5 separate regions of the Mus musculus genome follow, and all the other regions are linked to region 4. The links are chromatin contacts, called in public promoter capture Hi-C maps. All regions are on one chromosome and are shown on one strand. Each heading gives the region's core, a stretch centred on a gene start, on an enhancer-like site or on the middle of the called end of the contact. The rest is flanking DNA. Distances are from core to core; before and after follow the strand shown.

Evidence for each region. Promoter capture Hi-C pulls out the DNA fragments that hold promoters and counts their contacts.
Region 1: a contact with region 4 is called in a promoter capture Hi-C map of embryonic stem cells, with 4 times the contacts expected there. The contact joins the enhancer-like site here to the promoter of A730049H05Rik in region 4. A contact is called at or near these places in 6 of 39 promoter capture datasets (the 3T3-L1 cell line, 3T3-L1-derived adipocytes, embryonic stem cells and 2 more) and 1 of 9 other capture datasets (liver).
Region 2: a contact with region 4 is called in a promoter capture Hi-C map of liver, with 3 times the contacts expected there. The contact joins the promoter of Slc25a26 here to the promoter of A730049H05Rik in region 4. A contact is called at or near these places in 7 of 39 promoter capture datasets (the 3T3-L1 cell line, 3T3-L1-derived adipocytes, hippocampal neurons and 2 more) and 1 of 9 other capture datasets (embryonic stem cells).
Region 3: a contact with region 4 is called in a promoter capture Hi-C map of stem cell-derived epiblast-like cells, with 2.4 times the contacts expected there. The contact joins the enhancer-like site here to the promoter of A730049H05Rik in region 4. A contact is called at or near these places in 13 of 39 promoter capture datasets (the 3T3-L1 cell line, the C10 cell line, HPC-7-derived erythroid cells and 8 more).
Region 5: a contact with region 4 is called in a promoter capture Hi-C map of embryonic stem cells, with 5 times the contacts expected there. The contact joins the enhancer-like site here to the promoter of A730049H05Rik in region 4. A contact is called at or near these places in 6 of 39 promoter capture datasets (the C10 cell line, HPC-7-derived erythroid cells, embryonic stem cells and 2 more), 2 of 115 datasets of contacts at active chromatin or transcription factors (both in embryonic stem cells) and 3 of 9 other capture datasets (adipose tissue, embryonic stem cells and liver).

Annotation. Positions count from the first base shown.
Region 1 is chr6:94,204,771-94,207,470 of GRCm38.p6, forward strand. The region is part of intron 1 of Magi1 (membrane associated guanylate kinase, WW and PDZ domain containing 1); the gene reads right to left. The region is part of intron 1 of 4930511A08Rik (RIKEN cDNA 4930511A08 gene); the gene reads right to left. It overlaps Gm52867 (a long non-coding RNA gene), which reads right to left. Exons shown (of 2, transcript XR_003956333.1): 1 at 1-2,700. Among named protein-coding and RNA genes, the nearest start is that of Gm52867, 22 kb to the right of the region's middle. Within about 2 kb of position 1,256, at least 10 of the 459 cell types and tissues checked have an H3K27ac peak or open chromatin away from gene starts, as enhancers often do. A contact at or near this core is called in embryonic stem cells, where this site is marked.
Region 2 is chr6:94,499,027-94,501,726 of GRCm38.p6, forward strand. It overlaps Slc25a26 (solute carrier family 25 (mitochondrial carrier, phosphate carrier), member 26), which reads left to right and starts at 1,288. Exons shown (of 10, transcript NM_026255.5): 1 at 1,288-1,431. The coding sequence starts at 1,399.
Region 3 is chr6:93,848,213-93,850,912 of GRCm38.p6, forward strand. The region is part of intron 2 of Magi1 (membrane associated guanylate kinase, WW and PDZ domain containing 1); the gene reads right to left. Among named protein-coding and RNA genes, the nearest start is that of Gm22840, 41 kb to the right of the region's middle. Within about 2 kb of position 1,254, at least 54 of the 459 cell types and tissues checked have an H3K27ac peak or open chromatin away from gene starts, as enhancers often do. A contact at or near this core is called in embryonic stem cells and stem cell-derived epiblast-like cells, where this site is marked.
Region 4 is chr6:92,815,096-92,817,795 of GRCm38.p6, forward strand. It overlaps A730049H05Rik (RIKEN cDNA A730049H05 gene), which reads left to right and starts at 1,348. Exons shown (of 5, transcript NR_169152.1): 1 at 1,348-1,565. Adamts9 (a disintegrin-like and metallopeptidase (reprolysin type) with thrombospondin type 1 motif, 9) reads right to left here. Exons shown (of 40, transcript NM_175314.4): 30 at 1,375-1,548.
Region 5 is chr6:93,978,188-93,980,887 of GRCm38.p6, forward strand. All of the region lies in intron 1 of Magi1 (membrane associated guanylate kinase, WW and PDZ domain containing 1), which reads right to left. Among named protein-coding and RNA genes, the nearest start is that of Gm22840, 89 kb to the left of the region's middle. Within about 2 kb of position 1,299, at least 7 of the 459 cell types and tissues checked have an H3K27ac peak or open chromatin away from gene starts, as enhancers often do. A contact at or near this core is called in embryonic stem cells, where this site is marked.

The DNA.
Region 1 (2,700 bases), core at 6-2,505, 1.4 Mb after region 4:
GTGTGGCCTAGCTTTCTTTTAGAGTGATCTTGACTGATCTCGGGCCACGGGGCAGAGCTACAGATCCTAACAGTCCATCACAAAACAAAGTAGGATGCACATGCTGTAGGTGGTACACACCAGACCGGTTGCTTCCAATCACATAGGAAGTGATGCTGAAAGAACGATGGTTATCTCCAGGGAGAAGGAGTGGGTTTGTGTGACAGGATGGACGGTGTGCAGGAGGTGTGTTATATGTAAGGACACAGACTCTAGACTAAAGCACTCCTCATTTAAATGCCAACCCTATTACACAGTAACTGAGTGATCATAGCCAAGTCCCTTTAACAGGAGCCGTCTTGGTTTCCTCACCACTGAGTAGACTTCGCAACCCTCAGGGCAGTGCTGAGGGCAGAAAGAACTGAGGACGCCCACGGATTCAGAATAGAAACTGACACAGAGCACATGCTAGGCACAGCCAGTTGCGCCTATTCTTGAAATTCATGTGGTTGTCATTTTCTGTCAGAACCTCCACAACAAATGAAATAATCATTGTCTCCATTGAGAGACAAAGAATTGAAACTTAAAGGTATGATGAAGTTTGCTCAAAATCAAGCAGTAAAAAGTTATATAAAGGGATCCTTTCCTGTTGTATGAATTCAGACACCAGTGTATCTATCATTCGTCCGTCCATCCATCCATCCATCCCTGGTGTGTTCCCTCTCCCTCCACTTCTCTTCCCCTATATTTTTGAAAGAAAGATGTGAGAGACACAGAAAGACACAGGCATAAAAATAGAAAGGGGGAATATGAATTTTAAAAAAGGAGAAAATGAAATTATCTTAAACAATCTTTTTAACTGATTAAAAAAAATGAAACTAAAACTTAATTACAAATGGAATTCTCTAAGTCAAACTCTACGTGAAGATATCATGAGGGCACTCCTTCCTGCTCTCCTAACCAGACTTCTGGCATGTTCTGCTTCTCAAGTAAAAATGAGTAGGGAAATGCTCAGGTGAAGGTACCAAGTGCCTGCTACCTTGCACAAGTTTTCCACTGTCTGTCTTCTCTGAGACCCAGAAGCAGAGTACAATAACCTGGGTGTCAGGGAGGAAAGGCCCTCTCTTTCCCCATCAAATGCCCCTCAATTTCTCTCCAAAGAAAGTAACTGTTTTTCTTATTTTTCTTGAGATCACCATTTTTTTAGTTCAGGCATTGCAAGGTCACCTTTCAAACACCAGCATGACAATGGAGCTTTACTGTGCCTCCCTAAGTCACTAGGCAATTGTAGGAAAGGGGAAAAGGACAGCAGCAAGCCTGGAGCTGCCAGTCACAATATTTATGCAGGCGGCAGGGGCTTTGTTTTGCTTTCAGTGGAGGATGCAAAGACCTGACAAAGGAAAAATAAAACTCCTCAAAATACAGCCAGGCGCCACTTCCTTCTCTGCTGTCCTGTGTCAAATGCAGACGCATCCACAGCGCCCCGGGGCTCAAGATGTCCTTCAACACACACACACACACACACACACACACACACACACACACACACACAAGCTCACATGGCAGCTCCAGAATGGATGCAAGGGTTCTGGTGTTGGATACTCTCCGTGAAATAACCGTTTCCGTGAAAATTAAAATGAAACAAACAAATACTGGAGTATTCCAAAGCAGTGAAACGGGCACTTCTGCACTTAGATCAAGCATATCAGCCCTCCGTTAAAATGAACAAGGCCAGCAACAAAGGAAGCACTCACTTGTACCCACTCTTGAGGAATTTTAAATGATTCCCATTTTGCTAAAAGGACTACTGAGGCTCACAGAGGTTAAAATGTGTCAAGATCATATAACTTAGCCCTTGGCATTTGGACCATAGTGTGCCAGACTCCAAAGGCTGAGATCCTAACACTAACATTACAGCCTCAAATAATCACCTCATGGGCATCGTTCAGTGGGAGGCCTTAGGTAAATTCAAACTCCTTAAACTCCAAACCTCAATCAGCCTCTCAGTCCATCTCTCTCTTGCTCTCTGTGTGCATGCTTCCTCGAGTACACTAGGTTCAAGCCATGGCTGTGGACATGCGAAGCAAGCTACCACTGAGCTCTGTCCGCAGCCTCCTCACTTCTCTCAGTGTGACACATCAATTCAAAGGCTTATAAGCACCCTTCTCTTTAAATGGATAAAAGTAAATAATGTCCAGGGCCAGAGACAGAGTGCTGGCCTACTATGTGCCAGGCCCTGAATCCAATCTGTAGGCCTACCCAAAAAACCCACCTGTTTTTAAAAAAACAAATTACAATAAGGATGCTGAACAGTGAAAATGAAGATGCTGCTGGTGGACCATGAGGTAGAACCACAATGAAGCATACTTCGCATGCTTTGGAACTATCTACTGAAGTTAGAGAAATGCACAGTATATAATCAGGTAGACCCCAGAGAAATAAACACACAGGTATATGCCAACACCATACCCTTCTTTCTAACAGTCCCAAACCATACAACACAATGTCACCAAACTAGAATGCATGGGGCTGGAGATGACTCAGTCAGTGAAGTGCCTGCCACACAAGCACGAGGACCTGAGCTTGGACATGCACGCATGCAAAAGGCCAGGTACAGCTGCAGACATCCACAATGGCAGCAAGAAGACCCCTGGGGCAACCATCAAGAGACCCTGTCTCACAAAAGAGAGCAACTGAGGAACATACCAAACATCAACTTCT
Region 2 (2,700 bases), core at 38-2,537, 1.7 Mb after region 4:
TTTTCTATTTTCTTTTAGTTCTCTATAAAAATATATAACAGTGACTAGGTAGGTGGAACTATATATGTAGCCTTTGTGGCTACATCTATACTGCCCTTGCATGTTCAAGACCCTAGAAAGAAAACCCAAATTATTATCCAAGTGTAATGGCTCACATCTGTAATTCCAACATTTGGGAGGCAGAGGCAGGACAATTGTTATGAGTTTGAGGTCACCAGAACTACATAACTACATTGCCAGTTCTAGCCTATCATAGGCTACAGTGAAACTCAAATACCAACTGAAATACACACACACACACACACACACACACACACGTAAGTAAATTGTAAACTAGCAATCCTACTGTCCTGCAGAGCAATGGTACTTATTCTTCCTGTCTTCCTCCATCTACACGAGGGCCCTGCTAGGTAAACACATATTCTACCATTGAGTTACACTCACTATTAAGCTGTATTTTTTTAAGTATTAAATTCTATTTATTTCACTATCAACATATTAATATGTAATAAAATATAATATGCAAAATATATGATATACAATAAATATTAGGTATGTCCACAGACATTGGGAGACAGCTTGTGGGAACTGGTTGTCTCTTTCACCCTATGGGTCCCAGGGAGTGAACTCAGGTTGCAGGGTTGGTGGCAAGAGCTTTTACCTGCAGAACCATCTCACTCGCCCTATCTAATAGGAATTTGTTAGTTGTCACCTCCAGAATTGGAGGCAAGCGCCTTTACCTACTAAGCTATCTCACTGGCCCTAACTAATTGTATTTTGATAGCAGCTACCTCCATCCTTCTTCCCTTCGTAGTCTCTAGTGATCACTCTCCTACTTTAAGTACATTAATTTAAAGAGAAATAAACGTCAGTACAAATGGAGAATACTTTTTTTTTTTTTTTGGTAATAAAAACGTATTTTTGTTTAACATTTTTTTTCTTTCTTTCTGGAATTGGATCAACAGAAATCCAGCCAGCCTGCACAGATAAAGCGAAGGAATAACGGACTTGGATTGTGAGTAGGAAACCACAGGGCTGGCCTTCAGGTACAGGCAGTGCCGCCTGGTCCCAGTCCTGCCAGCTCTGGTCTCTCCTCCGGGGTCTTTCGTAGATCCCATCCGGGGCCACAGGCTTGTGCGAGGCTCTTGCCTAGCGCCTCCGGAGCCGGCTGCTGAAGGACAGGAAGCCGGAGAAGCTCCAAACCCCAGGGTCCTCCAGGAAAGGCTCAGCGACCAGCACCGAGCGACGCACGTGCTTTTGTTGTGGTGTGACGTCACGAGTTCTGCCCCGGAAGTAGTTGCTCCATATCCCGCCCCAACATGGCGGCGCCCAGCTCTTTAAGTCAGCACCTGCTTTTGCCCAGCTTGTGATTTTTAACCTTGGCGGCGTTGGGAGACCATGGACGCGCCGGGCTTCACGGCCTCGCTGGTGGTGAGTACCGGGTAGGGGTGGGCTGCTGGGTGCAGGCTGCGTGGGAGCTGTGGCGGCTTCTCTGCACTGCCGCTTTCTTCCGGGTTTAAGCAGTGGTCGGTCTGTCCTCAGGTCACTGGCTGCTAGATCTAGGACCAAGCCTAGAGACGTCTGGGAAGTCTGTTCTCAAGGCTTGGTGGCTTCTGATGGGCTTTTAGAGATGAGGTATGCTTGACACATTGTCTTATTTACTGAAGGCTTCAGTAAATTAAGACTTCCCTTGTACACCATATTCACCTGAACTTGGGAATTAAACATGCAAATACACACTATTCAGGAAAACACTTACGACCCATCCATCCAAGATACTAGCTTGTCTTTTTGAAGTTTCTACACATTTAGTTCCTAGTAATCTGCTCATTTTTCTCCACGTTTAGGCTTTGAAGAAATACTGAGCATAAGTAGTGGTGTTGTGGAGTCGATGGTTTATTGGCTAATTCTGTCGATTTATGAGAACCAGTGCTTTTTGAGGGGCCTATAACAGCAGGTCTAGCAGGAGATAATAGATTTAGCAGATGTAAGAGAGACTGGTTAACTTTGATTTTATTCTGGAAGAGTGAACAGAAGCAGACAAGAAATACCTTCATTTTTAAAATGCTCCTGCTAAGGGCAAATAGAAGCCCAGGGGCATTTGTTTACAGAACTAGCTACTGCTCTGATGGAAGGGTTGGAGATAGAGTGTTGAACAAGAGAAACCTGCCCATAAGAGTTAGATGTAGGAGACAGTACAGAAGTGACTGCTCGGGTAAGTGACAGGTGGACTAGGTTCAGGACATTATGGGAAGAGGTGATAACAGGTTATGGGCCAGGCATCCTAAATATATGAGATTCATTTGTGTTTGGGGAGATGGCTCAGTAGTTATAGCATCTGTAGTTCAGTTCCCAGAACCCTGGGAAATGTTGGGTGGGTCTGGTGGCCCATGTGTAATTCCGGTGCTCAGAAGGTGGAGACAAGGGATCCCTGGAGCAAGCTGGTGAGCTAGACTAACCTTTAGTGATCTCTAGATCCTTTGCTTCAGTGAAGAAAGAGGAGAGACAATGAGAAAGACTTCTGACTCAAGGTTGGGCTGCACACACACACACACACACACACACACACACACACACACACATATGTGCACGAGCACAAGCACATAGCACATCGCACCCAGGCTCATTTCATTGTATTTAATTTTCATTTACTGTTATTTACTTCTCCAAAGCTCTGAAAGCACAGGTGCTCTTTCCCCC
Region 3 (2,700 bases), core at 4-2,503, 1.0 Mb after region 4:
CTACAAAGACATTGTTTCCCCCTGAAAGCTATGCTCAACCCTCTTAGGAAGACCCAGCCTCTGGTGTTTCCCTACCATGTCATCATGTTCTACATCTTCCCGTAGCATCTGCTATAAGCATCAGTCTACTGTTCTATGCTCATCATTCTCTATAAACTGTACTACATCACCTGCATCACCCCATGGCTGAATGCTCAACATTCAGAAGAAGACATAGGATGGAAACAGTGAAGATGGGTGGGTTCTAAATGAGAGTCTCCAAAGGCTGGCTGGCTAAGCTTTGTAAGAAAAGTCAAATTCAGGTGATTGGCATCAGATTCAAATGTTTCCAAAATAACTTTCCAAACCCTCTCCTTCCACTGCAGAATCACTGGAGTGTGACATGAAAGGAAGCAGTCACTCACTGTCATAGAAACAGTAGGACCATTTACATTCTCAGTTAACACACGGGTCAAAACCAGGAGACACTGCTGGGAACCAGGGGAGTAACAGCTTCAACAGACAACAAACACCACAGTCAGGAATGATCCTTTATGTGGTACAAACCCAAGGGCTATCCTTTAGTCAGGCTGAAGGGCACGCAGCATCCTTTTTCTGATCTGTCCCTCTCTCAAATCCTGAGACATTTCTCTTGTGTGCCAAGTACTTTCTGAAACATACATTCAAAAATCAATCACGTGAAAGGAGATGCATAATGCGACACTCCCAGATATGGCAGATAAAATATAACGGTGTCTAAAAGAAGTGTGTAATTGGACTAAAAAAATAATTACTGCATCAACGTGGTTCTCATCAATCAGCAAGATCTGTTAGAGACTATAATCTCAGCTAATATAGCCCAACGTCAATTTATGTCCAATATAGATGAACCCCAAACAGCCATGTTCTCTCCCTTTGCCCTTGCATCCTCACTATCTCCTCCCCCCTCAGGGAAACAAGGCACACATGCACACACATAAACTACCACCAAACAGAACTTTCTCCACTGCTCCCAGGGGGCCATTTGAAAGAAAATACCATTCTCTAGGGAACAAGAATACCACCCCCTGGGGAGGCCCTGTCCTTTTAACCTGTCTCTGAGTTTGTGATTGTGGGCCAAAGCATATGTGCTCAATAACAGGAGTGTAAGGAAACATATGTTAAGTAACTCTGCAGCACAACTTGGGATGAAAAGCAGGGCACTGCTTTGCCTGCTGCTGGAAACACAAAGGAATTGGCCTTCCCAGCTTCAGATGGGGTGTGTGCAGCTAGTTAGCATGTGAATCGGTTGCCCTGCATGGAGCACTTTCTGAAGACATGACAGGTGGCTCTTCACAGAACTACAGCATATGCACCAAATGTCCCTCTCACTGTTTCATCAGTACTTTGTCAAGTATGTTTTCCTTCTAGGATTAGAAACACAGAGGACTTCTTGGTCACTGGCAAGGCGTTCTAAACAGAGCAGGATCAGCCCCCGCTATAAGGGCAGCAGCTCTGCCTCCCTGCACATTCTGTTATGAAGGAAATGTGTTTCTGCTTCCTCACGAATCTAAGGCAACATTCAGATCAAATCACAGGCTGAAAGGGCTTGGCAATCAGATAGGCTCAGAGGGAAGTCCGAAGCCACACGCCAGGCCGACTCAGACACTCGGTAGCTAAGGCAATCATCACCACCAACAGAAGACTTCTTAATTTGTATTTGCTACTGGACCACTTTATCTAAAATAGCAATGTGCCCTTTATTCCATCAGCTCATGCTGCTTTATTACGCTCCACTGAAGTATGCATCACCACTGGCATTTTACATTTCTTTTGGGTTTATATATTACCTTTTTTTTTTCTAATTGAGAGGAAACAGGATCTAATGCAGAACAAGCTGGCTTCGAACTCAGTGCTGCAGATGAGACCTGCCTTAATTTCCCGACTCACACCTTTACCTCCTGGGATTAGAGGTATTCCTCCCCAGATCCACTTCTATATCCCTGCTTCATAATGGGGAGCTTGGTGAAGCTTACTGCTATATGCACAGTACCAAGAAGAAAGAGAATCCCATAGCTAAAAAATAGGAGACTAGATATAAATCTAAAATATATAAAGAGCTATATATTTTTTATTTGTTTTGAAAAGGACCTGTATTATAATAAAAAGGATCTTTTGTTTTTGTTTGGGGGGCAGGGTCTCATGTAGCCTAGGTTGGCCTTAAACTCAAAGTGTAACAAAGGCTGACCTTGAATTTCCGATCATCCTGTTTCCGTATCCCCTGGGCTTAGAGATGTACCATCAATCATGGTATATCCAGAGCTAGAAGCTGAACCCACCAGGGCTTTGGGAATGTTATACAAGCACTCTACCAACTGAGCTACATCCCTAGCTGTGTTTTGACCAAGGAGTTTTGATATAGTAGATATTGATCTAAAAATAAAAATTATCACTTTTTTCCCCCAACAAACAGACATCATAGTGCATTTCCAGAAGCTTCCTGAGAGCAGTGGAGAGCTCAAGGCCCTTCAGCTCTGCCTCTCAGGGCTTCCGTTCATCTACCCCGAGTTTCATCCACACTGTACGACCACACCTTTCCCGATGAACTGACCCTCTCGCTTCTTGCTCAGGGCAACAGCAAACGTAGCCATGCTGATGGCACACAACGACCAGTGTGCTGTGAGAGGGAAGGACGAGGAAGAGCAGCAGCAAGGTGCTGCTTAGCTTCATGGTTCCCGGTGG
Region 4 (2,700 bases), core at 98-2,597:
TCACGTGGCTATTGATGGCACAGCTGAGATAGGGACCACAGTGATATTTTTCTAAGCATACAAGTTCCTGATAACCTATCTGGCTCAAGTTCAAATAATCTTAAACTTAACTGTGTTAGGTATTGTCCCAGATACTATCTGACAGAAGCAAGAGAAGTCTAGAAGGAAAACAAGCAACATGACCAAGCAGATGAAGAAGGAAGCGTTCCTAAAGAGATGAACCACTGTAGTAAGGAATGGATCCATTACCGGAAGGGACTGGGGAGAGCAGGGCTGGGAAGCCAATCCCAGAGGTGCAGAATACAGTAGGAAATCATAAAGATGAGAGATATCAAACAGGGTCATGGGTGGCTTCCTCTAGCTGCTAGATGTGGGGCCCTTGGACAACTGGCAAAGTCTGTCTGAATCTTAGTTTTACCACCTAAAACTAAAAACTAAACTCACCTCATCTAGGTGTCATCCAAAAGACAAAGTGAGAGGACGGACAGACAGAAAGCTCCCAGCACAGCCAAGTGCAGAACAAACATCCTCAAACCACGCTACCTTGGGTTGTGAGCCACGCTCAGTGCAGGCGGCTCCTCCATCTTGCCTCTCCAGCAGTGTGCGTCTTTTATGTCATTCCGGGGTCAGCAGATCTGATTTGACTTTCTAATTCTGTCCTACTCTTTCTATAACCTAGCATTCTGTTCTGGAAATTGGGGTTACCTCCCCCTAATGTCTTATACCACCTCTACCCTCCTCTCCCCCTTCCCCCAGCAATGGACTTTCCAGCACAGACACTTAAATGTCTGCTAAAGTCAAGCATTAACTTGGGGAGTAGAAGAAAAATAAGTCCAGCATATTTCTATATTAACTCAACACTTCATGTGGATTCTACCATGGGTTGAAAACACTGGAAATTCTACCCTAATTAATGAGTATTTCACACGAGAGCCCGTTTTCTCTCCCTGATCGTCAATGGCACACGAAAAGGAAAAATACAGAGTAAGCTTTACCTCAAATACTTGCATGTTACGGCTATTCAAATGAACACAGGCTAACCAAATCCAAACATATATTAAATGTTCTGCCCATCATCTCCCCTCCTGTGAAGTGAAAGTTGTCTGTATGCTTATACTCTTGGCCTGAGGCATGTTAAAGCTGTTTTTTTTCCTTTCCATTTCAGTGACCCCAGCTCTGGGATACTCAAGACCACAGGGAGAAACGCAAACAGGAATTGCCTAGAGCCTGACAGCAAACAGCTCCTTTGGGAAGGAGCCAGCAATGCCACTCCATTCAATGGCTTTGCAGGCTCCATAGGGTGTGGAGCTGATGCTAACAAGGGGGTGGAGCGACACGCAGGCTGGTGTGCACTTACTTCATGGCTTTACTTACTTGTTGCCACTGCTCTGCCCTCCAAGTGTAGAGAGGACATGGTGAGGCTTGGCAGACACGCTCCGACTCTGGTCTGCTGTAGGAGCTGCACTCACTCTCTCTGGCTGCTTTGTGTGTCCCGATCTGACAGCCCACATGCCTCTGCTGCACGCCTTGGCCACAGGACACAGAGCACTGAGAAGACACAGGATGTAAGTAGGCACTTCGGCTCCCTTCTGGAGGGCGGGAAGGGGTGGGTCACAGAGGAGGGCAATGCTTTCTTAATCCAATGATTTTTCACAGCAGTCAAAATGCTTTCTCATTTCCAAGGAGGGGGACACTAAGGCAAGTTCTAAAAGCACTGGTAACTGCCAGTGCTGGGCAGGGTGCAGGAGCCACAAGTGGGGAGGAACCAAAACTCTCAGGGGATGTCAGAGGGAGGAGAGATTGTGGGGAAACACCACCATCCAGAAGTAATGGTGCCACATTGAAACAGACAAACGAAACACTGTGCATGACTTCCATCCTGGAAGATGGATGGCTTGGGAAAATTGGGAGATGCGGTTCTATAGCGTAACCCATAGAGAGCCAACCATTGACAATTAAGGCCATATAAGCAGAAGGACTTTCTCCTGCCCTCTTATTTTTCTAGTTTCTATTCCTGGAGACAGAACATTGCCTCGCTTGTTGTTTGTTTGTTTGTTTAAATCATGGAATTCACTTAACTATCTGTGCCTCCTCATAATCTCAAATGAATAGATGAAGAATAAAAGCTAATAAGGAAAAATAATTTCCTCAGGCTTAATGTTTTCAGCTCTTGAAAAAATCCCATTAATCACGAGGAAACATTTTGTTGACCAAGTTGCAAAACACCAATTAACTTTCCCCTAAATTAATTTTTTAATGGTTTCCTCATTGTTGGTTGCATAATCTCACTTATGGGCAAGCCAAGAATTATTGTCTTTATTAAGATTTTGGCAGTCAGAAACCAAAGGCAACCTTTGATTAGAGAGAACTGCATAACACTGCACTTGGTTATTAAAGGTTATTAGCAATTTGGGGGGTGGACATAAATCAGTCACTATTAATTTGCCTGGTGTTGAGAAACAAAGTTATCTGACATTCATGCCATGTACCCAAAAGGAGGTCTTCTTCTAAAACAAAACCAGACTCTACAACTGCACGCTTGTCTAATTTGCTTGTAGGGAAATTCAAGGTGCTCCGTGAAAGACGGAAAGTTTGTTAAGACATATGTATACCCAAGTGGATGCTGCTGCAGCTTAGGCTCTTTCGTAGAAGGCAGCTTGAGAAATGCTATTGTTTCAGAGAAATCTATGCTGGAGAAGA
Region 5 (2,700 bases), core at 49-2,548, 1.2 Mb after region 4:
GGTGGTTTGAATAAGAATGGTTTCCTCAGACCCACATATTTGAATGCTGGGTTACCAGCAAGTGACTATATTTGAAAGCATTACAGAGAGTGGTCTTGCTAAAGGAAGTATGTCATTGGGGGTGGGCTTAGAGGTTTGAGATGCCCGAGCCAGACCCAATGTTCCTTTCTTCCTTTTGCCTGTGGATCCAAATGTAGTGCTCTCAGCTACTTCTCCAGCTCTAAGTCAGCCTAAGTGCTGCTGCCATCCTTCCAACTATGATGATAATGAAGTAAATCTCCAAATTGTAAGCTAGCCTCAATTAAATGCCATGGTAACAGTGTCTTTTCTCAAAGGCAGAACACTAAGACTGTAGGTATGTTTAAATAAAGCGCCTTTAAATACAAACACAAAAACCTTAAGATTGTGATGAAGTAGCAAACAAAAACTGTTACCAGAGATCCACAACAACCTACTTACGTATTTCCATTAGAAGTGGCTTAGGTGTTCATGGTAACTTTGCATAACATAGCTATCACAGATAACAAGAATTGACTATACCTACACCTTCCTTTAATAAATATGCACTTCTGACCTCAGCACCTTGTTGTTCTCAGCAGATCTGTCCAGAAATCTAAATGTTTTAGAAGTTCTTCACTTACAACCCAAGCTTATCAATCACTGTGCATCAGAAACAACAAAGCTCCCAGAGGCCTGACCTGCCTCCATTTAGCTTTTGTATCACCCTGTTCTGACATACAAGCTCCACAAGCTGCTTTATATGATGCACTGTGTATGCTTGGAAACTGACCTGAACCTTGCAGAAATAATTTCATCCAAAACATTAAAAAAAGGAAAAAAAAAAAACTCCCAACAGTTTCCATATGTTCATTAAAGAGGTAATCACACCCAAATTTCTAGCCATTAGTCCACCTGCTGAAGATGTTTTTCTGTACTAAGAGGAGAGCCAGGGATTTGTGTGGTTACCATTGGCAACCTGTCACTCTCAGCAAACTTATCACCTCGTTCAAACTTCTCATTTGTACACATATGTTCACCAAGTATTAATATGCTAGCAATGTACAAAAGACATTAAAAGATAACCAAATTGGAGGTGAACTCAGGTATGGATAATCAGATACTAACTGCCTTTGGAGCACCCGGGAAGCTCTTGGGGTCACTCCCCAAAACTGCATTCTGCCCCTACTCCAAAAACAGGAGGATTGGAAGTTCAAGGTCATTCCTACCACATACCAAGTTCAGGATCAGCTTTGGCTAAAATGAGACAAAAGACAAAAGAAGCTAGGCGTGGTAGTACATTCCTGAGACAGAAGCAGGAGGATGTCTGAGTTCCGGGCCAGCCTAGTCTACAGAGAGAGTTCCAAGACAGCCAGGGATATACCATTGACACCCTGGCTCAATAAAAGAAGGTGGTGTGGGGGGAGGTTTTTTCAGAGGTATATTCACAGTTACTACAAATAGCATCTTAAAAGAACAGAATGGATTTGGGGTCATCCTCAAGTCTAACAACTTTTACTGCAATAAAGAATTTCCCAGATGTCATTCCTCTACACCAGAGGTTCTCAATCTTCCTAACGCTGCAACCCAACCCTTTAACACAGTTACTTATGTTGCGGTGGCCCCAACCATAAAACTATTTTGTAGTTAGTTTATAACTATAATTTTGCTACTGTTATGGATTGTAATGTTAATATCTGACATGTAGGATATTTGATATGCAACTGCTGTGCAAGGGTCCTTTGACACTCCTCTAAAAAGAGATTGTGACCCACAGGTTGAGAACCAGTGTTCTGCACACAAGTCACATGAAACATAAAAGAAAAAAAAAAAACCATGGAAAGTGATTTCTGAAAAACACTATAAATAATTAAATCTTGTAGACGATCACACATGGGAGTAAAAGCTCTGAGCAGACCTGAAGAGAAAACGATAAAGAAAAATGACTAAAATATGCTTCAGAACCATAGCGCAGCTTAGGGGAGGCCAGCTGGTGTGAGTTTGGGTCTACCTACTTGAGAAGAACATAGAGTGGAAGAGGGCCTTTCTCCAGGCAGAGAGAAGGCCTGTATCAACAACCTCAACTGTCATCACCAACAACATAAGGCACAGCAGCTCTGAGCCCTGGTGGAGGTGTTATTCTGAGATGGGTCTAGGCTGACCTACCTCATCACCCAGGAAATAGTCACTGCCGTGGACTCCCCCATCAGGGCCAGGAATGCAGCAGCAGCAGCTGCACCTAGCGGGTACCCAGTGCTGACATTGCAGAAGATTCCAACAGCCAGATGTCAGCTTGCAACTAAAGACACTTGTCTAAGAAGAGCTGGGCTAAATCACTCAAAACACTGTCTGGAAGTCAGTAAACAGACTAAGAGTGTGAGACCCCTGACACCCCATAGTCCTTCTGGGAAAACACTGCCTGGAAGTCACTAAACAGACTAAGGGTGTGAGACCCCTGACACCCCCACAGTGCTTCTGGGTAAGAAAGATAAGAAAGATTGGGTGGTGAGAGGTCTGGGAACATTTGAATTTTTCTTTCTCACCTTCCTTCATATATATAAAAGCATATATATAATACATGCTTCAAGGAGTAGTTCCCAGACCTCCTATCCTGAGATTTCTTTTACAGGACTATCAAGTCCAGGGAACGATGCTAAGAAAAGTTTTATTGTTTTGGTGTTGAGAGCCACAAAGGTGTAACCA